Linked DNA regions of Mus musculus: regions 1 and 3 are each linked to region 2. The links are chromatin contacts, called in public promoter capture Hi-C maps. All regions are on one chromosome and are shown on one strand. The core of a region is the stretch at or near the end of the contact, and the rest is flanking DNA. Distances in the headings are between cores, read along the strand shown. Region 1 holds the start of Dnajc25 (DnaJ heat shock protein family (Hsp40) member C25). Region 2 holds the start of Epb41l4b (erythrocyte membrane protein band 4.1 like 4b). Region 3 holds the start of Ecpas (Ecm29 proteasome adaptor and scaffold).

Region 1 (3,045 bases), core at 267-2,766, 1.9 Mb before region 2:
CTTTCTGGTTTTTTTGAAGCCTGTTCTCTCAATCACTCATTCCTCTAATAATGGGGACTAAGCCTTCAAATTTCTTTCTAACTGCTCGCCCATACCTCAACTGAGTGCCAACAAAAACTGTACTCTCACTAGCTGGTGAGAATTTAGTCAGTGAAGTACAGTCTTAATAGCTCCAAACATCAAACTGCTCTAAGCCTGAAAGAAAGGGAATTTGACTCCGAATTGCCAACTCTGTAAAGCTAATCTGGAGGACTAATCCACCATTAATGGTAATACAGCTATCCAAAGTAGTCATTACAAGAAGGCTGGAAAACAAAACAACAACAACAACAAAAACCTAGGAAAGAGACACAGCTATGATGGAAACACGGCTATGACTGACGCTGCAGTCTTCCGATGGGGCTCTTGAAACAGAAATACCTCCCTCAAGCATGACATAACAGGTGATTTTTTTTTTTACATATACTGCAGTAATCAAAGAAAAGGGGGTCAAGCTAAATCCTCCTACATGCACAGCAGGCAATAAAGCCTTTGTCAGATCACTACACACGTCCAAAAATTATTTTCCTACTAGGAATTCTCAATCTTCTGCCCCAAGTCAGAAACAACTATCCAAGGTCACTCAGGAGTTGTCAGAGCCAAAAGTCACAGTCCAGTTTTCGGACTGATAGTTCGCTGTTTGTGTGTGTGTGTGTGTGTGTGTGTGTGCGCGCGCTTCTAGATAAATGTCATTATTGACATTATCCCAGAGGCCAAACTTCTGTCCTATCAAATTGGCATGATCAGTTGTTAATACTCAGTATTTCAGACTTTTCTGTTCTATGTCCTATCTCAGATCCTAGCACTGACAATCACCCTGCTTTCCGAGCATGCACCTCAAGTAACCAGAATGCTTTTTACACCAAAAATAAAATAAGTGCAAAGCTTTGCATAACAACTGTCCAAAAACAGAACTGGCTGTCCTCCAAAACTGTCCTCGAGGAGGTGGCCATGCTGGCTAGCGGGCCAAGGTGGCTCATTCCACGGCCACGTGGGAAACGTGGACCTCCTAAAAGTCCAGGCGGCAGCAGTGTGCTGGGGTCGTAGAGGACCTGATCACCCGGCTAGGAGACCCAAATCCCCAGCCACCCATCAGCGCCCGCGAGCCTCACCTTGAGCGTCTCGTAGGCGGTCGCCACTAGCAGGAAAGCCTCGGCGCTCGGCGGCGCGCCCCCGGGGCCGTCCCCGGGCTCGGGCCGGTAGCGATCTGGGTGGTAGCGCCGGGCCAGCTGACGGTAGGCCCGCGCGATCTCCGCCTTGCTGGCCGAGCGGCTCACGCCCAGCACCTCGTAGCAGTCGCGCGTGCCGCAGTACAGCCCTTCCACCAGGGCCTCGGCGGGCCGCGCCAGCAGCGGGACCAGCAGCAGCGGCGCCAGCAGCAGCCATGGGCGCTGGCCGGCAGCCCCGGGTCCCCCGCGCAAAGCGAGCCGCGCCGCCATCCCCGCCTCGCTCGCCGCTCTGCCAGCACAGCGGCCGCGGCTGCTCTCCTCGGCGCCGGGCTCGGCCCCGCAGCCCGGTCCACGTCAGCAGGCCGCGCCTGTGCGCAGGCGCAGGGGGCGTGGCGCCGCAGCCACTTCCGTCCCCGCGCGTTGCTAGGAGAGAAGGACGCCTTAGCCTCGGGCGGCTTCTGTGTGTTGTGGAGCCTGGTAGTCTTAGTAGCTCAGCGGTCTTTTCTGAGGCAGGGGTAGGTGTCTGTCTGTCTGAAGCGCTCCTAGCCGCCTAGTGCGGCACAGTCCACACGCAGGACTAGCCACACGCCACCTTCTCGACCTCGCTACTTCATCCGCTGCCGTAGGAACTCTGGGCACTGGCATCCTGTCTCCAGGCCTGGACATTGCCCCCCCTCTAACCCAAACTGAAGATGAACTTAGACAATTGCACTGTCTCTCTCCCAGGAGCCCTGAAAGACCGTGGCCTTTTTGTTCTCTGTTTCTCTGCTTATTTATATTTTAGAGCAAACAATTATTTGCCCGGAGGATGTAAAACGTTTAGTAGTACCCCCATACGGTCCACAAAAGTGCCTGTAACACCATTATCCCTAATTGTGACAATCAAAATACAGCTTAAGATCTTGCAAATGCCTCCAGGGAAATCAGGAGGTGGAGTGGGGAGAGGACGTGCTCCATTAAGTTTAAATTTCAGATAAACCACAGTTTTTAAATGTGTAATTTATTTGTTGCTGTGACCAAATACCTGCAAGCAGCAACATCAAAGATGAAGGATTTATTTGGGTTTAGGGTTCTAGGGAATACGGCCCCCACAGTCCAGAAGGCCTGGCAACAAAGTTGCTAGTTACACATTATCTGAAATTAGAATAAAGGAATGAAAAGGGTGCCAAATTTATTTTCTCCTTTTTATTTGATCCAATGCCTCACTATGTATGATGGTGATGTGTCCATGTTGTTCTTACCTCAGTTACACCCTTCTGGAAAACAGCCTCACACACACTCAGAGATGTGTTTCCATGGTGATTCTAAATCCAGTCGGGTTGATAATGAATGACCAGTATATCCCACATGACTGACTTTATAGTTTCCCAGGTCTATGATGGCAACTGGCTAACAACTAATAGATAGGGATCTATCCATTGGGATTGGTCTGTACACCAAGTGAAGATTTGATAGACAATGTTAGATATTCAGGAAGAATACAATTAAATTTTTCTAGTATCAACATGGACTTTAGCCTCTATAAACCTCAATTATTTCATTTCAAATAAATTCAAAGTGAGCCAAAATACCAATACCTCTTTCAAGACGGGGAGTTTCTATTAATAGTCACATTTGCAGGTTTGACGAGTACTCACACTGTGGTGGTTTGAATAAGAATGGTTGCCACAGGCTCCGATACTTGAATGCTTAGTAGCCAGGGAGTGAGGGGATTCTTGGTAAGACTTGAGAGAGATGGTCTTGTTGGAGGTAGGCTTTTGAGTTTTTCAAAAGCCCACATCTGCTCCCCCTCACCCCCACTCTCTCTCTCTCATACACACACACACACACACACACA
Region 2 (2,974 bases), core at 286-2,785:
TCCCCAACTCTTTCTTAAACTGTCATTTGCTTGCCAACCATGTTACAAGCTCCACCAGTAGCTCTGGAGCCCAATGAGTCTGTATGTCAGTCTCTTAAGCTCTCCAAAGCTCAGTTTCCTCCTTTGTATGATCCAGGTAATAACCTGTACGCTAACAGGCTAAATTAAGACATATGGAAAGGGCTTACCGTAATGTCTGGCACAAAATTAGGGCCTGATAAACAGTAGTGTTATTCTCCCCAAAGGCCTGGCCTCCTTTCAGCTTCATTTCCCACATTCCTTTCTGCAACACAGGACAACTCACTTGTCTGTGGGCAAACCCTGAACCTGTGGGCATTGATTGTTAGCAATTCGCTGTCTCCAGTTTGCTCCATGTGCCCTATGCAATTCATTCTTATGTTCTGCTTCGCTTCCCAGGAGTCTGTCCAACCTTGACCAACCTTCTCAGTAGCAATAGCTTATGCAGGACCTTTCCTTAATTCTGGGCATGGGCGAGGTCCTTGAAGCAGGGTGTCTCCAAAGGAGTATGGAAAAGTACTTCCCCTCCTCGCAGGCCTCAATTTTCTTGTTTGGAACGGGTCCGTTGGACTGGCAGGTTAAAGCTCCAGCCAGGGTTGAGATTTTAAGCAGATAGAATTTCATTAAGTGGCAGGGACCTTCTAGGTCGCCTACTCCACTTCTGCAGAAGGAGAAACTGAGTACGGTTGGTGTTTTGTTTTTGTTTTTGTTTTTCTTCCAGAAAGAGCCGTGTTTTTCTTTGCCCTAGGGGTAAGACTTCCCTGGAAGGAGACAGTCTTATTTTCTTCATCTGGTCAAGCAGGAGGAACTCTTGGACTTCTAGGGGGTCCTGCGCGCCCGGAAACACGTGTGTGCTCACCTACGTGTACGCACGTGAGCGCACCTACAGCAGCAGGGGGCGCTCGGGCCGGCAGGGGGCAGCACAAGCCCGGCGCAGCCCCGGGGGAGGAGGGCGTGCTGCAGTGCCGGCGGCGGCGGCTGGAGGTGCAGCCCTCCCAGGTGGGAGGCGGGGGCTGCGGGCGCAGGAAAAGGCGCCCCGGGAGCGGGCGCTCGGCGGGGGCCTCCTCGGGCCGGGCGCGGCGCGAGTGGGAGCGAGCGCGCCGGGAGCACGCAGGCGCTTTGCTCCGGCTGGCCCTCGGCCGGCGCGCGGCGCGGGAGCAGCCCGCAGCCGGGTCCCCCCGCGGCGCTCTTCGCGGGGCAGCGGCCACGCAGCAGCCGGCACCGACCGACCGCCCCAAGCGCGCGGCAGCGACAGCGGCGACAGCAGCGGGACGGTCCCCCGGGCCGCCTGTGCGCGTTCTCTCCCGCGCGGCTACTCTCGGCGGGCGCTGGCCCGGCCGACGCGTCCCGCGGGCGGCCGGAGCGCGGCGGCGGCCTCGGCTGGGGCGGGAGCGAGCCCCGGGCCGCAGCCCGCGGGAGGCGGCGCGGCGCGGCGGGCACTGACGGCGGCGCCGGGCGCTCCCGGGCGGCGGCGCGGCGGCAGCGCAGGGGGCGGAGGCAGGGGGCGCCCCCGGCCAGGATGCTGCGGTTCCTGCGCCGGACCTTTGGCCGCCGCTCCATGCAGCGCTACGCGCGGGGCGCGGCGGGGCGCGGGGCCGCCGGGCTGGGGGACGAGCGCGACGGGGGGCCGCGAGGGGGCCCGGCTGCCGCCGCCAGCTCCTCGGTGCTGCCCGCCGCGCCCGGGGGCAGCGTATTCCCGGCCGGCGGCGGGCCCCTGCTCACCGGCGGCGCGGCTGTGCACATCTCCGCCTCGGGAGCTGCCAAGGCCACCCTTTACTGCCGTGTCTTCCTGCTCGACGGAACCGAAGTGAGCGTGGACCTGCCGGTGAGTGACGCGGCGCGTGCGGGGCACTAGCAGCCTGCTCTGCTTGGGTCAGAACCCCCTGTCCCAGTCTTTCTTTCTCTCTGGGAAGCTACCCGGGCTGTTTTTTGGGGACCCCTCCCCCATCTTCTGCCAATCTTCCCCAGCCATGAACCCTCCCAGACCACCAGCCCGGGTATGCTCTGGGGCCCAGTCTTTGGCACCTTGCAACCGCAGGGTTGCGGCGCCCTTCTTTGGCGACCACCTAGGATTTTTGTGCCTCACTCCTACCCCATGCTATCCCATGCACACGTCCCTACGTCCCCTCCCCTTGGCGCAGGTGGCTGGCATTCCCTGCCAATGTTGGCCTTCGGCTGCTGGATTGAGTAGAATTTTTCAAGCGACGCAGGGCTGTTCCGGGGTATCCCGCTTTGGGTATCAGGCCTTGGTGGAGAAGAAATCCTTGCCTGCTGCTCAGCAGGTGCCCCAAGTTTGGGAAGAGGCTTAGGGAACAGTTTTGCCGCTCTGCCTTCTCCCGATTCCCCGTGGATGGCCCCCATAGGGAGCCTATCCCAAAGTGCTCCCTGGCTCACAACCTCGCAGGGAGTGGAGCGACTTGGGAGCCAACTCAGGCCAGGTCCGCTTTGAACGGAGAGATAAGCCTTGGCGTGCTGGGAGTTGGCCCCGGTCCCCTCTGGACTGGCCTACCCACTCTCTCCCACACCCGGCAGTTTGCGTGGTTCGTTCAGGGCATCCCGGGGTGGCAGCACCAGGGCCTGCGTCCGGTTCACACACCCACAGGTGGTTGCACCCGGGCCCAGTTCCAGTGGCAAGCTAGGCCAGCGCCAGTGTCTCCGACAGGGAGTCCAGCCGCCAAAAGAGCCTTTTTGGCCGAAGGGGCCAGTCAGATCCTATCAAACGCTGCACTAACGGGCGCCCACTGCGCTGCGGCAGACGGTGCCTTCGGGAATCTTTGGGCATGACTGAAGACACCGCAGTAATTGAGCTTTAGATGAGTTACAGATTGTCCGGAGTGTTTAGGCCTCCGGACAGTCTGTAACTGGGTGGTAGGAATTCGTTGGATTTAAGGAGAGAACACTTAACCTGTAAGGGTTTCAGATGGGAAAAATCAGCCTCGCTAGCCTAGGCTCTAAT
Region 3 (2,793 bases), core at 78-2,577, 1.8 Mb before region 2:
TTTGTGGGGGTTGAAAACATTTACCCAGAACCTGGACTCCACCTGTGTTTGCTTTTCTGTCACTGTGACAAGTTTATGACCATTTAAAATGAGTAAAAAAACAAAACTGTATTTGGCTCACAGTTTCAGAGGTGTGGTACATGGTCACTTGGTTCCATTGCTGTGGACTTGAGGTGGGGCTGGACACGTGGCAGGGTGTGTGTGATGAAATAAAGCAGCCCCTCTCACGGCAAACACGAAGCAGACAGCAATGACAGGAAGAGGCCATTGCAACACAGTCCCTAAGAACACACCTCCAGTGATATACTTCCTTCAGTTAGCCCCACCTCCTGCTTTTCCATGGGCAATGGAGCTGTGCAATCAGTATTAACCTCTGATTAGGCCAGACTCTCAGGATCTAATTATTGTCCCAAAGTCCAGCATTAGGCAAAACAAGCAGCAGGGAAGGAGTGTGTGTGTGTGTGTGTGTGTGTGTGTGTGAGAGAGAGAGAGAGAGAGAGAGAGAGAAAGAGAGAAAGAGAGAGAGAGACCATATCCAAGTTTTATCACTATGAACCAAACTGAACCTGGGGCTATACATGTGTGCAGAACTAGGTCTTGAAGCATCAACAAATTCTACATTTAATAATTTTTCTCTTGGGTGTGAGATGGGTGAGGTAGCTGAACTAGGAGGAAGGACTCTTATTTTTATGATAATGACAAAGATAATGTAACTTTCTTTGTAAATGTAAAATTAATACAGGAAGTAACATGGTCAGTGTTTGTTGCTATCTCGTACTTGCCTAAGTTACATTGGGAGCCGCATGTATTCAAATTTCAAGGCATTATCTAGGGCCCTAGGGATTCCATTTTGCGGGAATATATGCAACTTCAGTTCATTTAGGGTCTCGATTATTTTCTTTTCCTCTAAAAATGTCTTTGATCTGGCACCTAATTTCTTTCTTTTTTTTTTTTTTTTGGTTGTTCTTATAGTAACCATATAAGCCCTTGATTTGAATTCCATTTTGCAGCTGTACACGACCTCATGGACCAACGAGAGGCTTAAAGTTAAAAGTTGGGATTGCCACTAAACTCGGGTTAAGAAGAAGGACTCTAAAGCACGTCTTGGTAGCTCAAATATCGTGGTTTCCGGCCCTTCCCTGGCTCGCAGCTCGCTCGGGAGGCTAACGTTAGGGGAGCATCCCCCAGGGTGAGCCCTCGGTGCAGGTCCCTCTGGGCTTTAACTTCGGGGCTGCTCGGAGGCCCGGCCTGAGTCAGCGCGGCGGCCGAGAAGTTGGGCGCGAGGCGCAGGGCGGGGCTTCCTCCTCTTCCTCCTCCTCCTCCTCCGATTCGAGCCCCGCTCTACTTTTCCGAGTCCGCGTCTCTTCCTCCGTCCGGGCGCGTGTTCCTCCAGCTCCGACCAGGCGGACGTGACAGCCGCAGACCTTTAACGCCACAGCCCGGGGCGGGGAAGCTCTCCGCGGCAGCCAGGACAGCCCGGCTCCGCTCGGCCGCACGCAGGCTCCTCCGGAGCGGCCGCGCGTCTCCTCGGGCCCGGCCCGTCCTCCACCTCGCTGGGTCGCCGCAGCATCCCGGGCTATGGAGACCGGCTCCGACTCAGGTCAGAGGCCGCGTGCTTGCGTGCGGCTGAGGGAATGAGGCTCAGGTCCAGGGGTTGGCCCGCCGCGTCTGCGTCTCCCGCTCCGCGCCGGGGAAGCTTGGCGGCGGCAGGTGGGCAGGACGCGGCGCGAGCGAGGCAGCGAGGGCGGGCGAGCGGGCGCGCGAGGGGCCGGCGGAGGCGGAGGGGGAGGGGGGAGGATGGCTCAGCTCTTTCTAAATATAAGAGCCGGCGTGAGGCTAGCAAGCCGGGCGCCGAGCCGAAGAGCCGCCGCGCGGTCACTCGGCCGCACGGGCGGCAGCGGCTCCTCCGAGGCGCGAGGCTGAGAGGGAGCTCCCGAGTCGCGAGCTCGCGAGGCGCGGCGAGAGCGACGCTCGCAGCGCAGAGGACGCAGGCAGCGGGCGGGCCTCGAGGGCGCAGCGCGGCCCGCGTGAGAGACCCGAGGCGGCTCCGGGCCCCTGCGGCACGGCGCGGCGCGGCGCGGCACCGCACGGCACGGCACGGCGACGGCCGCGAGCCCCCCTCGCCGGCCGCCCGCCCGCCCCTCCCTCGCTCGCTCCCGGGCGCAACATGGCTGCGGCCGCCGCCTCCGCCTCCCAGGACGAGCTGAGTAAGTGCGGCGCGGAGCCTGCAGCTGGGAGCGGGATTTAACTCCACGCAGGACCGGGGCTGGGCCCGGCCAGACACGGGAGGCTGGGGGGGCGCGGGGCCGGGCAAGTGGGTGTGCGGTGGTCTCGGCACGGGGCTCCGGGGCTCAGGCCTGGCGGGAGGGCGGGCGAACAGGCGCGGGCCGCCGCCGCGGGCGCTCGTAGGCCGCAGGTTTGCAATGTCACGTCGTGAAATTGAAACCAGAGCCCCGGGCTTAGCTACCCCTGCTCGAAATCTGCTTCGGCCCGGGCTTTGGGGGGATCCCGGGCCCCTGGCTTGCTACCGGAGCTGGCGCGCGGCCTGTCGCCCCCAGGTCGGACTGTGTCCACCCGTCCGTTCCGTCAGACCCCCCGCATGTCCCTTGATTCTGACTGACGGGCGAATTCTGGACGTGGAGCTTTGGGGAAGGGGAGAGGGTTGCCTTTCCCGCACCTCCAAGGAATCGGCAGAAAGGTCACAGATGGGAGATGACTTTCAGGTTGAAGCTGTAAAGGCCAATAGGGCCGCTGTTAATGGCAGAAAAACAAAACAAAACAAAAAACAAAACG

Evidence for each region. Promoter capture Hi-C pulls out the DNA fragments that hold promoters and counts their contacts.
Region 1: a contact with region 2 is called in a promoter capture Hi-C map of liver, with 3 times the contacts expected there. The contact joins the promoter of Dnajc25 here to the promoter of Epb41l4b in region 2. A contact is called at or near these places in 2 of 39 promoter capture datasets (both in liver) and 1 of 115 datasets of contacts at active chromatin or transcription factors (pancreatic cancer cells).
Region 3: a promoter capture Hi-C map of liver shows a contact between it and region 2, with 6 times the contacts expected there. The contact joins the promoter of Ecpas here to the promoter of Epb41l4b in region 2. A contact is called at or near these places in 3 of 39 promoter capture datasets (cranial neural crest and liver).

What each region holds. Positions count from the first base shown.
Region 1 is chr4:59,001,664-59,004,708 of GRCm38.p6, reverse strand. Dnajc25 (DnaJ heat shock protein family (Hsp40) member C25) reads right to left here and starts at 1,516. Exons shown (of 4, transcript NM_001033165.3): 1 at 1,152-1,516. The coding sequence starts at 1,478.
Region 2 is chr4:57,141,717-57,144,690 of GRCm38.p6, reverse strand. It overlaps Epb41l4b (erythrocyte membrane protein band 4.1 like 4b), which reads left to right and starts at 1,535. Exons shown (of 25, transcript NM_001355492.1): 1 at 1,535-1,843. The coding sequence starts at 1,538. LOC108168956 reads left to right here and starts at 40. Exons shown (of 2, transcript XM_017320489.1): 1 at 40-85; 2 at 700-1,433. The coding sequence starts at 40. The coding sequence ends at 1,433.
Region 3 is chr4:58,911,283-58,914,075 of GRCm38.p6, reverse strand. Ecpas (Ecm29 proteasome adaptor and scaffold) reads left to right here and starts at 1,327. Exons shown (of 49, transcript NM_172381.3): 1 at 1,327-1,600. The coding sequence starts at 1,579.